Linked DNA regions of Zea mays: region 2 is linked to region 1. Evidence: chromatin contacts called from public Hi-C data. All regions are on one chromosome and are shown on one strand. Each heading gives the region's core, a stretch centred on a gene start, on an enhancer-like site or on the middle of the called end of the contact. The rest is flanking DNA. Distances are from core to core; before and after follow the strand shown. Region 1 overlaps LOC541707 (bifunctional dihydrofolate reductase-thymidylate synthase). Region 2 holds the start of LOC100277340.

The links. A called contact is a pair of places that touch in the nucleus more often than the background predicts.
Region 2: a contact with region 1 is called in a Hi-C map of ear, with 2.8 times the contacts expected there. The contact joins the promoter of LOC100277340 here to the enhancer-like site in region 1. A contact is called at or near these places in 7 of 25 Hi-C or Micro-C datasets (bundle sheath, ear, leaf and 1 more).

What each region holds. Positions count from the first base shown.
Region 1 is chr2:227,781,017-227,785,785 of Zm-B73-REFERENCE-NAM-5.0, forward strand. LOC541707 (bifunctional dihydrofolate reductase-thymidylate synthase) reads left to right here. Exons shown (of 12, transcript NM_001348567.1): 6 at 335-396; 7 at 650-724; 8 at 810-975; 9 at 1,154-1,277; 10 at 1,757-1,863; 11 at 1,958-2,070; 12 at 2,340-2,796. The coding sequence ends at 2,068. Among protein-coding and RNA genes, the nearest start is that of LOC541707, 12 kb to the left of the region's middle. Within about 2 kb of position 3,240, at least 5 of the 20 cell types and tissues checked have an H3K27ac peak or open chromatin away from gene starts, as enhancers often do. A contact at or near this core is called in ear, where this site is marked.
Region 2 is chr2:227,826,245-227,831,281 of Zm-B73-REFERENCE-NAM-5.0, forward strand. LOC100277340 reads left to right here and starts at 3,257. Exons shown (of 7, transcript NM_001150934.2): 1 at 3,257-3,387; 2 at 3,481-3,521; 3 at 3,824-3,881. The coding sequence starts at 3,300. LOC100193256 (putative subtilase family protein) reads left to right here. Exons shown (of 10, transcript NM_001358698.1): 6 at 211-299; 7 at 704-964; 8 at 1,156-1,270; 9 at 1,402-1,573; 10 at 1,664-2,344. The coding sequence ends at 2,178.

The DNA of each region.
Region 1 (4,769 bases), core at 1,990-4,489:
CTTGTACCCTGGTCATGTATCATTTCTGTCTGGTTCATATGTCAACCTTTTTAGTTTTTTTTGGGGGGCAGAAAGCCACCATTACTACTTACTAGGTCCTTTTCAAATGTTAGAATTCTTTAAGTGCATGCGCATGGTCACATGCTTATGCGGTGCAGTGTTTTGTTTGGGGATTCTTTTCCCTGTGTACCCTCTTTTTTTCCTTAATGAAATGATGTGCAGCTCTTCTGAATGTTTGAGAAAAAGGAAATGTCAAAATTGTTCTCCAAATCCTGAGTGGATTAAACTATTTCTTTAAAGGTCATGTTTTCTGAACACACCCTTCAATTTATAGGTTTTGCAAGAGAAGGGTATTCATATCTGGGATGGCAATGCTTCAAGAGAGTATCTCAACAGGTATCTATCTATTGGATATAAGCTGCAAACAAGCTATGTCTCTGTTCTTGATATCTAAGAAGGGCAGGCTTGTGCAGTAGTGAGAGCAAGGCACTAGGTCGTGGGTTCGAACTAGCCTCTCCACATTTGTGAGGGAAAAGCTTGCCTCGGTTTATCCCTTCCCTAGACCCCCCCACTCATGTGGGAGCCTTTGGCCCTGGATCTACCTTTTTTTCTGTTCTTGATATCTAATCCACCTGGCCATCTTTTCTAGTGTTGGCTTGGCACACAGGGAGGAAGGTGATTTAGGTCCAATTTATGGATTTCAGTGGCGTCACTTTGGTGCTGAGTAAGCTACATTCCTCTCCTCTCTTCTCGTGTTGTCTCTTTTCTTTTGTTCATGTATTTTTTGATAAAGTAGACATATTTGACAGATACACTGACATGCATGCTGACTATACGGGAAAAGGTTTTGATCAGCTAATGGATGTGATTGACAAGATCAAGAATGATCCTGACGACCGTCGAATAATTTTGTCGGCGTGGAATCCTTCAGATCTCAAGAAGATGGCTCTTCCTCCTTGCCACATGTTTGCACAAGTCAGTATAATCTGTCAGCTTGGTTTAAGTTGAAATTAGTTTTTTTTTACTTTTAAATTACAGTAGACTGGTGAACATAAGTTTTTTCTTGATAATTATGTTTTTAACATTGCTTGCATTTTATTTTTGATCTTTTTGTCAACTAAAAACATTTGCATTCAACCTATCCACCTTCCAGTTCTATGTGGAAAATGGGGAGCTATCTTGCCAGATGTATCAACGCTCTGCAGACATGGGGCTTGGTGTTCCATTCAACATCGCATCATATTCTCTCCTGACATACATGATTGCTCAAGTTTGTGGTAGGTTTTAAATGCCTTACTCTAATATTTCCCCTTAGTCCAATGTTTATTGTGCACCTTAATACAAACCTTATTGGTTGTACTGTATATCAGTATTCTAGTTTAGACTTAATTTAATTTGGAACCATTTATTCTGCACTTTGATTTTCGTTTTTACGTGTAGCAATAAATCTTCCATGTTATTTGTCATACCGCACACACAAGTCTCGGGGCTATATGTTTTCGAATATTTGTCGCCCGCTAGTTCATTTTTGTACTAAAACGCGACAAATAAAAAAGAACAGAGGGAGTAGATATTTTTGTAACGAGTTGTGAATAATTTGTTTGCTGCAAGAATTTGTGATGCCATCTTTGTATGTTGTTTGTCCCTTCTTTTCTTCTGATGTTTCTTGTACCTAACTGATAGAAGCCAGTAGCATGTTTTTCAACTCTAACCCTTTGTGTCTTAACTTTAACCTTTTGTGTCTTAATCTTGCAAGATCTTTCTCCTGGAGATTTTGTCCATGTTATAGGGGATGCCCATGTCTATAGAAACCATGTTCGAGCACTGGAGGAGCAAATTCAGAAGATGCCTAAACCATTTCCAGTGAGCCACTCCTAATAGAACTGTTTTGATGTTTCTTTTTGTTTACTTTCTGTGACCATGCATCTTCTAAGTTCTATGTGGGCCTTATGCACAGATTTTGAAGATAAATCCTTCAAAAAAGGATATAGATTCTTTTATGGCATCAGACTTCAAGCTGGTTGGCTATGACCCCCACCAGAAGATAGAGATGAAAATGGCAGTGTAATGGTAATATAGATATCCTATCATTTCTCCTGATGGATTGTCATTATCTTTTGTCATTACAAGTTTGCTTGCTCGCCGGTACAAAACAGAGTTCTAGTTCTCGTTAGTATGCATTTTTGGGATTAATTTTATCTGTCAATTACATGGACGCTTCATGTTGTCATGCACTGGTCTTTTCATCGATTTGTCACTGTAGAGTGTGGAACTAGATGCATATAGGCAGCAAAATTTTGGTATAGTTGCTTCACGCTTTGCTTTGTTAATTTTTGCAGGTGGCTTGGCTGGAGCCCCCCATCCTATGGACTCGGTGGATGTAATCAGTAGGACTGGTACTACATAAAAATTAACCGGACACCGCACTAGCTTGTTTTTGGTGATGGTGCTGAATGTTCAGTGGGAGACGTTTTCTCTGATTTATCAGTTGCGATTTGCGTACTATGGTCGCTTAAGTCAACTCTACAAAATCGGCTCCCTTTTATCTGGAGCCAGTTGATTACTCGATTGCGAGTGTGAGGGATGATCTAGGCATACCCTGTTGCAAGGGCCTACTGGGTGTGTGCCGGCCCCCATGAGGCTGTGACGATTGCGCCAGTCCAGTACCTCGTGAGAATTATGTAACCGAAGTTGCCGTGTACCTGGGAGAACTCCCGTACTGTTTGGTGTTTGATTGCCTATTTCACTTTGCAGTTTGGTCACAAGATAACGACTTGCTGGTAGGGTTTTGAGAACACATTCTGTTGCGTTTTTCTTGTGCTTTCTGGGGGGCAGAAAGCCTAGCGCCGTGCTTGCCGAAGTCGGGCTAGCGCTTGCACTTGCAGCGGCGGTGTACGATTTGGTTGGAGCGTGAAGTCTCAAGTGATCCTGCAACTGTCCTGTCAGTTAAACTCAAAGATGTTGGAAATTGTAGTACGATGCGACCCCTGCGAGTTTTGTAGAGTTGACCCTCTTTCATTTCATTGTTTTTTTAATTCAAATCAAGTTTCGTTAGGCCTGGATTCCTGGTTCCTCTTGGCTGGAGCCATGAGCCTTTGCCATCGCTCCTAGCACTGTGGATATTCGGAGCTTATATAGCAACCATCGACTTCTGCCTTGCCAATCCAGACACGTTCCATGGATGGCTTGGCCGCTTGGGGGAGTGGGGATTGAGCAGGCACAGGCTGGGTTGGGCGCCCTGCCGCTTGTTATAGAGTATAAGCAGTTACTCTATTGCTTCCGGTCTACAGGGCTTCAAGGGAGGTGGCTTTTAAGCACGTTCCCGTTCCTTCGGTTCCTGGGCGAAGGGTCACTACCTTTGCCTGTGTCTCCTGTTAGGTTGAGAACATGTATAAATACATTGCTTTATTCAATGAAGAAAGACGCGATTTTTCATTTCTCAGTTTTCCAAAATATGTTATCAGCAATGTTATTCAATAAAGAACGACCTTTTGTGCCTCGCGTGAATGTGTCTGGTTTCGAAGGGTGATTGATCATATTCAATCATCATGTGGGATTCATTCCATTGAATCACTTACCATTATCTATGACGATAATGTAGCATGTGTTGCTCAGATGCAACAAGGTTATATCAAAAGCAATGTTACCAAACATATTTCTCCTAAGCTATTATATCCTCATCAACTTCAACAAAGTGGTGAGATTAGGGTCATGCAAACAAAGTAGTTGCATATTGTTTCTACAGTACCCAAGCCCGTGAACCTATGGGTTTTTTAAACCCGACCAAACCTTATGCGTATTGTCATTTTATTTTATAAACAAACAACAAACTTGTTATCTCCCTATTACTTCCTAATTTTTATCAAATGGTGAATGTATAAATAGTTGGTGAGAGTGTTTCTTGCTTGCTATTATAGTTTTTACTAGCGTTATATATGTGGTGGATGAATAACTTAGTGCAAGGTTACTTGATTATACAACTTATTATTTGTATTTCATTCTCTCTACTAATAATTTTTATATCAAATCATGAACTCGTGGTTTATCACATAAATTTTGGACCATGATCTCATTAATCATTACAATACTTATTGATTATGAGAAGAACAAACATATTGGAGATGAAACTCGCGAGTAACCCATGGGTACTCGCTAACTCGATGGGGTACCGGTTTGGGATGGCAAAACCTAGCGGTTTTGTACCCGTTGCCATCTCTAGTCGTCTCCCTGTTCCCCTTACGATCCATCCCGCTTCATCCCATCCCTCTTCCCTGCACCCCTCTCTAACCTAACCGCCCCCTTGCCATACGAGTGCCGTCAGCTCGAGCCCACCTCTCGACACGCTCTGCCATGCACCACCTCGCTCGATCCTCGCTCTCTTACACCACAAAGTCACCCCTCGCGCGCCTGGTCTTCCGCACTGCTCTATCGCTATGGGTCGTGGCTAGATTGGATCCTACAACGTAACCCTAGAGCCGCCACGAACTGCCATACATGGCCTCCTGCGAAGATGGCTTCGGCCTCCTCGATGACGATACACACCAGACGACAACACCCCCGCCCCTTGCCCTCACCGTCTAGCAACTTGTGCCACCGCCACCACAGGCCACCATCCCTTCAGCTTCATTGATGCGGCTGAGGGCGCTACCGCCGCCGCTGGCTCTTTCAGCACATGCCTTGGAGGAGGGCAACCACCATGCCGAGCGTGGCAAGCCGGCACACCATGCCAAGTAGGGTAGCGAGCGCACCGAGGAGTTCAACACGATGGG
Region 2 (5,037 bases), core at 2,007-4,506, 45 kb after region 1:
AATAAGAGAAATAAAAAAAATACACGCGAAAAGAGACGTACGCACGTGTATTTTGACGAGAATACGCGATGGACAATAAAAGTAAAGAAAATCGCAAATAATTAATAAAAGGCGCACAGAATAAGTATATTACATGCATGTTGTAAAGCAGATAAATTAAAGAATATTTACGTGTGATGACGAGCAAAAACATGAGTCTCTTGCATGCAGGGGCAATCATTGTATTACCGCAACCGATCGGCGGCGGCATCGACGAGCAACGACGACTTCGCTTGGCGCCATTTGATGGCTTTCACTGGGTAACGCCCTCATGCATGCACTTTAAATTGCTTTCGTATTATTATTACAGCACAAATATAATGATAATCTAAGCACGGACCGATTAAATTCTTAGGGAAAAAAGGGTAGATCGATTATTTTTTCTAAAAAGAATTCGGTATTACATTCATGGCGAATTTAGCAGGTTTGTCGGAGTCCTGATCCCGATAAAATTTATAAATATTTTAGCAAAACACTATGAAAGTTTTTCAAAAAATGTATTATATAATAAAGCTAACATTGCTGATCGGCTAGATTCGCCACTGATTACGTTCATATATTTTTGTGATTAGAATTCATCATATCTAAGGTAGTCACTGCACACGTGGCACTGAACTAAACGTGAAACGACCTCCACTCATCATCATCCTGCATGCATCATCAGCTGCGACGACGCGGAGAAGCTGCGGTCGGAAAACATCACCGGGAAAATCATGGTATGCCGAGCGCCGGAGTTCAAGTCCAACTATCCTCCCACGGCGCAGTTTAGCTGGGCCAGCCGAGCCGCCATCGCCGGCGGGGCCAAGGGCGTCATCTTCGAGCAGTACAGTACCGACGTCCTCGACGGCCAGGCCTCCTGCCAAGGCCACCTGCCCTGCGTCGTCGTGGACAAAGAAACCATATACACGATCCTAAATAGCGACAGGTACTGATGCATGCAGACCCAGACCAAGGCTCATCTCGATCGACCGATCAGCTTGTCTCCTCGTACAACCAGCTGCTAGCTAGCTAGCTGCTGCTACCCTATTCATTGGTTAATTTAGGAATGAAAAAATTGAAATAGAACGACGACACGATATGACGTGATGTCTGATCCTGTCGATCGGCTGTGACCAGCAATGTGGCCAGGATTTCGCCGGCGGCGACCATGGTCGGGCCCCAGGTCGCCTCACCGAGGATCGCGACGTTCTCGTCGAGGGGCCCCAGCGCAGAGTTCCCCTCCGTGCTCAAGGTGAAGTATGCATGTGTATTTGATGATCTCTGCTAGCTAGCTGTTACACATGATGAGGTACACACATTCATCTTCATGAATCAATGTACTTATATATCACAACGTGTCTCTGTTTGGACGACGGACGACAGCCCGACATAGCTGCCCCTGGAGTGAGCATCTTGGCAGCCAAGCGTGACTCGTACGTGCTCCTGTCTGGGACATCCATGGCATGCCCTCATGTCTCCGCAGTCGTCGCCTTGCTCAAGTCGGTTCACCCGGACTGGTCACCTGCCATGATCAAGTCTGCCATTGTTACCACAGGTAAAGCACATATAATTATATAAAATTAAATTCAAGCAGAGATCGATCAATTATTGCTAACAATCTATGCTATACGCATCTGCGCTTCAGCGTCGGTGACCGATCGATTCGGCCTGCCAATCCAAGCCAACTCGGTGCAAAGGAAACCGGCCGACGCCTTCGACATGGGCGGCGGCCTCATAGCGCCGGACAGGGCCATGGACCCCGGCCTAGTGTACGACATCCAGCCGGAGGAGTACAAAAGCTTGGACGACCGCGTCGACCGCCTCAACCTCCCGTCCATCGCCGTGCCCAACCTCATGTACGACTCCGTCACGGTCTCGCGCACCGTCACCAACGTCGGGCCGGTGGAGGCGACGTACCGGGCCGTGGTCGAGGCGCCGGCCGGCGTGGCGATGGACGTGGCGCCGCCGGTGATCGCCTTCGAGAGAGGCGGCGTCAGGAACGCCACGTTCAAGGTGACGTTCGTGGCGAAGCAGAGAGTGCAGGGCGGCTACGCGTTTGGGAGCCTGACGTGGCTGGACGACGCCAAGCGGCACTCGGTAAGGATCCCCGTCGCCGTTCGGACCGTCGTCCGGGACTTCGTCGCCGATGTGTCTCGATGATGAACACTGAACGATGTGTCTGTCAAAGAAGAACACCGTCTCGATGATCGTCCATATATGCGACACTGTGTCACTGTGTGTGAACACTGAACAACGTGTCAAAACTGAACTTATGTTGCCAATTTATTTGCAAGCAACAAGGCGCTCCCAGCTGATCTTGTGCCTTTATGCAGTTTATACAGTTCAAATAAACTATGAGGCTCAGCCTAGAATTCATTACAAAGCATAATTATTGAGCGAGAGACCCGATCGATGATAGTTTTGTCTGTAATTCATACATGGGCACTCTCCTATTTGCTTGCATGCTTCGTTGCAAATACAAACAAGTTTTATGTGGATTTGTGTGCACACATTCGTAATCCACATTCAAGTGAGTCCCGTTGGATGCAGCCTCACCCTCGCAGCCCATGTTGTCTAGGGCTGGGCATTTGGTTTTTTTTCTAAACTTTGGTTCGGTTTTTTGGTTTTAAAAAACTTTGGTTTTTTAGACATTAGAAACCGATCGGTTTTCTAGAAAATGAAAAACCGAGTAGTTCGGTTTCGGTTTTTCGGTAAAAACCGAATACCAAACTTATACTCAAGACAATACTTACAATAAGTTTACATGATACATTACACGTAATTTTAAAAAGTAAAAATTATATAGATACAAATATTTAGAGATACATCATACATCACATACAAACAAGTGAATAACAATTTAGTTGTATCACACATTTAGTTCACATAATCGAATAGTTAAATTTGAGAATTGATAAAATTTGGTATTCGGTTTTTTTGGTATTTCGGTCCGGTATACGGGAAAAGCCGATTACGATACCGCAAACCGAACTTCTTAAATACAAAAACCGAACCGAACTACCGAAAAAACCGAAATTTCAATTCGGTTCGGTTCGATTTTCGGTTTATGATAAAAAAGTGCCCACCCCTAATGTTGTCGACAGGAGCCCCGACCACAAACGGCCCATATTTATTTTTGCCAGATTCATCATTTAACGAGCGCCATTTGTCCACTCTTTCCTTCCAAAGATACGAATAGAGACACACGCACCACTCGAACCAGAACCACCAGGCTGCTGGTGCTGGAAGGGGGCGCGGCAGCTGGGCAGCTGGCAACGGACATGGCGGCGGCCGGCGGCGAGACCATGATGACGAGGGAGCAGCTGCTCCACCTCTTCTCCCGCTTCTCCTTCGTCACCTCCCTCCCCGGTCGGTCCCCGTCTCCGCCGCGTTTCCGGTTCGCTCCCCATCCTCCGCCTATCCGGTTTCCCCTAATCTTCGTTCCCTGTCCCCGCGTTCCAGAGGTCAAGCAGCGGATTGCCGACGCCGTCAGGGACAAGCAGGTGCGAAGCCCGCGCAACACGCCCGCCATTTCAGCGTTCCCTGTCACTTTTGGGGGATGGGGCTCGTTGGGTGGCGGTTCTTGAAATGTTAGGTTTTCTGCCTGGCCACATCTTTGTCGGATTAGCCTGACGTTTCAATTACACAGTGCGATTGCCTTGGTTTACTTAAATTTTTTAGCTTGGACCTTGTAATGTGGGGCGTTGTGAAGCGATTATCCGGTCCATTTAGCCCAAATTTGCATGTGAAGGCCTGGACATGTATGTGAAAGTTACAGTATGTTTGTGCTTTGCTCACCTTGTAGGAGGCTGTGGCCGTGACCACTGAAATACAAGAGGAGATTCTTCGCGAGATGGGAGTAGGTAAGCAAATCGCAATCCACTTGCACACCATGTTGTCTCTCCGAGGTTTTCTGTAGGCAAGCCTTTAACCATGTACTATTTCACTTCTTGCACACCATGTTGTCTCTCCGAGGTTTTTAGAAAGATGTTGCATTTACTATACGCATAAAGAAAGAACTGCAATGGAACACGTGAGCTATTGGCCATATTATCATATCTACAGCTACTGATATCATGAGGTGACACCACGTAACATATGCTGATGTATGTGCATGTGGTAGATTCATAGATATGGAATTAGCTGGAGTATTCTTCTTTTGACAATGTTTATTATGGCCTTGTGTGTCATACATGTGATCTTGTAAATATCACTCATGTCCGCCAGTTTGGTTCTTAGTCATGATATTTTCACATGTTGTCCATTGATTTATTGATTCATGGACCAATTTATTTGATTACCAGGCACTTTAGTCCTTGGGTCGATTATATATGTAGTCTGTCTACTAGCATGTTTGTTACCGTAACTGAATAATTGATATATAGTAGGCAAGGATGTTACAAGTGTCATGTGGGGCCGGACGTTTGCACGACGCCGGCTAGACCAGGGGCGCGGTCAAGATGTAATGGGCCAGATCAAGATGTGATTGGCCAAGTAGAGTTTGTTGAGAGTTTTCAGCAAATAGATAAGGATAGAATTGTTAGCAAATAAGATAAGGAGAGTTTTTAGGAGATATTTTAGGAAAGTTTGTTAGATCAATGAGAGTTTTTAGGAAAATTTGTTAGATCAAGGACTATATAAGCCACATGATGCATGTAATGGAATCAAGCAGTAATTCATCTATCTCCTATTCCTCTTCTCTACCAGCAACATAGGGAGCAGAGGGGAAAAACCTCGCCCTGCCTCTACCAGCGGCTACACCCTATGCAGCTTGGGCGCGCCACCACTGCTACCAACCCTAGACACCCAGCCACGCCATAACACCTTGGTATCAGAGGCCATGCCATCCTCCCCACCACTTCCGCCACCCAAATCCATCTCTTCACCACCATCCGACGCAGCCTCATCAACCTCTGCTATGGTTGCTATGGTGAAACCCAACACATTCGACCTAGTCACCATCATCCAATCCCTTGTAGCAACGGTGGAATCCCTCAAGCTTTCGGTCGCTGAACTCCA